Linked DNA regions of Zea mays: region 1 is linked to region 2. A link is a contact called in public Hi-C data. All regions are on one chromosome and are shown on one strand. Each heading gives the region's core, a stretch centred on a gene start, on an enhancer-like site or on the middle of the called end of the contact. The rest is flanking DNA. Distances are from core to core; before and after follow the strand shown.

What was found. A called contact is a pair of places that touch in the nucleus more often than the background predicts.
Region 1: a contact with region 2 is called in a Hi-C map of ear, with 2.7 times the contacts expected there. The contact joins the enhancer-like site here to the promoter of LOC100216818 in region 2. A contact is called at or near these places in 16 of 25 Hi-C or Micro-C datasets (ear, endosperm, leaf and 4 more).

Annotation. Positions count from the first base shown.
Region 1 is chr1:260,781,678-260,784,563 of Zm-B73-REFERENCE-NAM-5.0, reverse strand. No RefSeq gene overlaps it. Among protein-coding and RNA genes, the nearest start is that of LOC100276663, 56 kb to the left of the region's middle. Within about 2 kb of position 1,488, at least 13 of the 20 cell types and tissues checked have an H3K27ac peak or open chromatin away from gene starts, as enhancers often do. A contact at or near this core is called in ear, seedling and tassel, where this site is marked.
Region 2 is chr1:260,703,309-260,706,394 of Zm-B73-REFERENCE-NAM-5.0, reverse strand. It overlaps LOC100216818, which reads left to right and starts at 1,286. Exons shown (of 6, transcript NM_001143214.1): 1 at 1,286-1,793; 2 at 2,133-2,209; 3 at 2,644-2,692; 4 at 2,994-3,086. The coding sequence starts at 1,391.

The sequences.
Region 1 (2,886 bases), core at 239-2,738, 78 kb before region 2:
GTTCCTGTGTGCCGCATGCCTTGGACTTCCACGAGCTCATCTCTGAATGACGATATGCATGCATGTCATCTTATAATTTATATTTGTTAGAGTGGATTTAATTTAAAGTAAAATGACTTGTTTTTTTTACCATGATATACTATAATATATGGATTTATAAGTGGCTCCAGGCCAAAAAACCTTTAATTTAAATTTCACCATGTACTTATATCATATTACGGTTAAGCAAGCACCACTTTAAACTTTGCAACAGCCACCTAAACAAATGCACCCAAAACAATCTCACTTTTGAAACCAAGGGACGAAATCAGTCTAAATCTCTTCTTTCTCTTACTCAAATTCAACGGTCTAGCTTATATAATTGGATCAACCCCTCATCAATCATGCTTTCAGCCACAATCCACTCATACGATCGAGGGTGCCGAGCTCGCAGTTGGCAACGTCGTACGGGTTGGAGGTGGCACGGGCGACGCACGACATATATTGACCATCGGGTAGAGCGCGATGGAGTGCATCATAGTGGACTTGAGGCTCTTCCCACTAGTAGAAAAATCCTCAAAGCTGACGGTACGTTCAAATTTTCACTGGCGGTTTCGGTTATCAAACGTCAGTGAAAAAAATCCTCCCGTTCTAAATTATATATAAGTTCACGGTTTTGCATTTACTCAGAGTCAAACTTCTCTGACTCTAACTAAGGTTATATATGACAATTTAATAATCTATTGGTATGGTGTGCGTAAGATGCACACACGTATATATGTGACACTATACTACTCTTGGCATAAGAAATCTTAAAAAGGAGTTAAATACATGAGCAACTTCTAAAGCTGTTAAAATGTGTCGATTTCACTCGTGAACTTTGAAAACACATTTCTAGGCTCTTAAACTTGTTAGGCTACGCACCACATTGATCGGTTCGGCCTAGAAATAACCGTGCATGTGATGCACTGTTTTACAAGTACAGGAATGTGTAGTGCAACATAAAACAAATTTGGGGACCAAAAAACACATCTACGAAGTTTATAGACCTACTGGGACCAATAATGTAGACGTCGCTCGGACATTTAACTTTCTCTAAAAATAACATTTTTTTATACTAGACATGTGCATGCACGGAGGATATTATGATGATGTGCATATATGCATATATAGTCAATCAACTAGCAGGCCTGCAACAGATACGAACGCATTGGAGCTTATTGGGACCAATAAATACATCGTTGTCTCATCTATTTGTCCACGCAGCAGTCAATCAAGCAATGCATACTACTACACACAACATGCAATGCAACGCTGCTGTGTTTTTTTTACTGTACGAAGAGCATGGATACACGTACGTACGTGTGCATGCTGGTCCCTGGATGCATGCATGTTAGTTTGGGCCGGGCCAGGGGGAAAGGTGCATTTTGTTCCTTGATCCCTGTAACGAGAATAATCATGCATGTTCCCGCGCCTTCTTCAATTCCTTTGGTCGCTAGCATATGCATGCATGCATGCATGCGGGTCCTACCGTGTCTCTGCACGAGCAGAGGGAGGAGCCACTGCCAGTAGTGGCAGTAGAACACACACCGCGTTTTGGCATGCCAGCAGGCGGGGGAAGAGAAAAAAAGCTACTAATAATAAGCGAGGACGGGACGGAGGAACTAGACAACCTGTCTGGAAGACCGATGCAGCTATTTTTGTGCTGCTGGTCCTGCATGCGTCTGCTTGCTGCTAGCTGTGGTGGACCATCCATGCGTGTGCCAGAGAACAGAAAAAAAGCGTTCAAACAAGACATCATGATGCGTACCACTAGTATATAGGGGCATAATGTTGGTTTTATTGCTGCTCCCAGTGCTTTGTCGCTCTTCCGTAACTTGCCTTTTGTACCATATTTCAGATTATACTCGATCTCGAATTAAGGCCCCGTCTGGGGTTCCCTGGCCCACGTTTAGTTCTTTTTAGCATTTATTGAGCAGCTTATGAAATAATAGGTGCTACATTTTATCATATCACCATTAGCTCTTTCGTTTAGATCACCAAATGACTAAAAGTAACTAAAAAAAGCTGCTAAAATTTATTTCTTGAGATTGAAACAGTGCCTAAATCTGTTTGACTAAAACTCTGTAACGTTGTGATTTATATGCTAAATATTTTTTTATACAAATTAAATAACGATGGTTCGATCTCCTAAAAGCGTCCGGATCTACTATGGAGCATTATATTATAATAAAAAAGTGGTAGATCCAGTGGCGGAGGCCACTGAATGCACTGAAACAGTTTTTACCATTGCATCGTCGGACCTGTCCATCTACTGAGCATCATAATACAAATTAAGGCATAATATGATATGTGTATAGCATTGTAATGCAGCATAGATATATACATAAAAAGAGCATGGTATATGGTTGCTTAACATGTGGCACACGCGCCATGCATGCATGGAACCATCACCTGCACATATAAGCTTAGATATCATACCAATCATAACATTAAACAAAAGCGAATAAAACAAATTCAATGCTAACCTCAAGGTATTGTTCCTCTGTTAGGTATATCTTTGAAAACCCTTGCTTTTTGGTCAAGGGACCTTCTTCGTCTAGATGCACTTGAAAATAAAGGTTTGTTGCCTGAATCCTTGTATAGTACAGTGCTACTACACTAGCTTCTATGCATTTCTTTGGAACACACGCTTAGTGTGCCCATATAATCTATGCCTTCAGTCAACTAAAAATATAAGCTACAGGATAAATATCATGTACTCAGAAGTCGTCATAGAATAAGAACATTTAGAAAAACAACAAATAGAACGAGAATATTTACCCGAAGAAATGATGAACCAGTCCCTGGCCTTCAACCTATATTCATCCCAATTACCGACGAGGACCTCATCCATGCCAGGATCGT
Region 2 (3,086 bases), core at 37-2,536:
CCATGTTTACTGTAGGGTAGCCAAATCTTGGTCTGAAACTAATTAATTAAACGGTAGCATGTCAAAATTTGTCTTGGCTATAGCTAGATAGCTAGAACCAGACATAACCTAAATCGGTTCAGCACACCCACCAATATTTTCTTGACTAGCTGAAGTTTCTACGATTTTAGTTTATTCGGTAAGAAGTAGATTTTGGGGTATTAGATGGGACTAAATCTCCTCCTATTAAAATTTGAATAAGAGGACATTTAATCCCCTCAATACTTCTCAATCCATATCAAACCGAGCATCTCTTCAACGAGTATTTAGTTTAAAGAAACAATCAATTTTAGATGAGGTGATGCATCATAAGTCTATTTCAAAATTTTGGTGGAATTAAACTTATTGCTCATATTATTGCTAATTATTGGCATGTGAGAAATGAAATGACCATGGATCAACTCATTCTATTGTACAAACCAAACAAGAAAGTGAAGGGCGTGAGAAAATAACGGACTAACTCATTTCTAAAACCAAACATGCTATAATTATTTCCATACCCAAACTTCTCTCTCTTCCTGTGGTTTTATATATGCAATTAATATGAATATTTTGGGTAAACCAGTGCGTGCGCCCACACAGCTGGCACATTACACTCCTAGCTAGCTTGCTCTCCTAGTTATAATACAGAGCACATTCAGTTCTCACTTTTGATATATTCCTAGTACAGTTTTACCTTTTGTAACACGATCGATACGCATGTCCAAAGAAATACCGTACGTGTCCTCCTGCCACTTGACTAAATGCATAGTGAGGAAAGAATATGCTGGAGCCAGTAGTACATACAATATAAACGACACATTCACTAGCTCAGAGAGAGAGAGAGAGAGAGAGAGAGAGAGAGAGAGAGAGAGAGGTGCACATACCATGTCAAATCAGTTTCTCAGTCCATGCATCCCATCCATCGGTTTGGACCATGTCTCTGTGCTATTTACGCTGTACCCTCAAAACGGCACGTACGTACACAAGAAGAAGAATAAAATAAATAAACATATATTATATTGGTGCCTGCTCCACCTCACCTAGCTCTCCACGCATTTCATCTCTCTCTCCCTCTCTCTCGTTAGCATAATACTCTCCACACCTAGCTGATGGGGGCCGGCTATCCCCCTCCATAATTGTACCAGCAAGTATAGTATTACCAAATTAAACTTTGCTCCTCATCACCCACACGCACAACAGACGCCGCAACACCCCGCCCTATATACAATAAGAACCATATGCCATACGCCACTCATGACCTAATCACCAAGATCCATTCCCTCCCCCTCGAGCAAGAACAGGCGGCAAGGGCTCCATCTGCTGCCAATTCACAAGTGCAGCAGGCCAGCAGCAGAAGCTTGTTGTTGCAATGGCTACTACTACTGCCGCAGCCCCCGACCTCTCGCTGCATATCAGCCCTCCCTCGCCGCCCGATGATGCTAGGAGCAGTGACGTGCTCTTCTCCAAGCAGACGTTGTGCCTCGGACTCGTTCAGACGACGACGGCGGCGGCGCATGATCAGGATGGCCAATGCGACGACGTCCAGCAGCAGCAGCGGCAGCGACTGCACCAGCAGCCTAGCCAGATCCAGAGGTTCAAGAAAACCTCGTCATCGTCGGCGGCGTTGTTATCTGCCGGAGGAGGCACGACGAGATCTGGGAACGGCAACAGCGGGGGCGGGAAGAGGAGCTCCAGAGCGCCGAGGATGAGGTGGACCACGGCTCTTCATGCACACTTCGTCCATGCCGTAGAGCTCCTTGGCGGCCATGAGAGTACGCTCGTCGACGCGACGTCCTTGCTTGTTGCTTGCCTTCCATATATACATTCTCACCAATGTTCTGTTCAATTGTTAGTCAATCGATTAATTGTGTGCTTCAGTTCGTTGGTCCTACGCTTTTGCCGTTAATATATATAACGACATGATGATCCGGTCTCTCTTGTGCATAGCTCATAGTGGGGAAATATTGTTACCTTGCATTGCTTTTGTTTGTTTTTCTTGCTTTCCACTTAATTAAATTGTAGCGTTTGCACACACTTCACTGAACTGCCAGTCTCGAGGTTTCAGTTTCATTTTTGTTACAAATTCAGAATTATTGTACCTTTCTTTCTAGGAGCAACGCCAAAGTCAGTGCTGGAGCTGATGAACGTTAAGGATCTCACATTGGCTCATGTTAAGAGCCACTTGCAGGCAAGTTACAAGAACCTCAATATACAATCTCTCTCTCTCTCTCTCTCTCTCTCTCTCTCTCTCTCTCTCTCTCTCTTCTCTCTCTCTCTTTCTCGATCTCCAGTAGATTTTGGTACTCAATAGTATTTCCCATGTCGCGAGACTCAAGAACCAAACAAAAAGATATCACAGTTTGACGATCTCTTGAGCAGCCCCCATTCACCTTTCCCTTCTTGGCATTGCTTGTAGTTGTCGCCAAATACTTGTCTCTTCCATCCGAATCATCATTTAACCAGTACTATATATATATATATATATATCAACCACAACGAACTAATGTTTCCTTTCCTTAGCGCGTTGCAAGAGTAAACCAATTAATTAAATGGCAGCACACAAGGATCAGTCTAATCTTTTGCATGGCGTCCTTTTCTTATTTGCTTTACTTGTTGATGCAGATGTATCGAACAGTGAAGGGAACGACGGCAGACAGATCATGTGCTGCAGGTAAAACATTTCTTTTCCTGAGTTGATATTCCTCAGGAGGGTCATATCACATAATGCTAGCTGAATTATTGGCATGGGGCGTGCATGGTTAGTATTTCAAGTCAGTCCCATAAAGCAAGCACTACTGTCATTCTTTTTTTTTCTTCTTAAAAATGGAAGTGGCAGTGTTTGTCTTTGAGCCACTACACAGTGTCTGGAAATACCTAGCTAGCTAGGGAATAGCCGCATATGTTCATATAGATTTATATATGTATCCGTTGTAAATTTCAGTGATTTGACATGCATATATATTTTGCTGCAGGCCATGTCCAGATGAGAGACATGGGCTTTCTGCACAGGGGTTGTGAACTGAATGGCTTCGAAGCGTTTAGCAACGGTACTTCTAATGCTACCG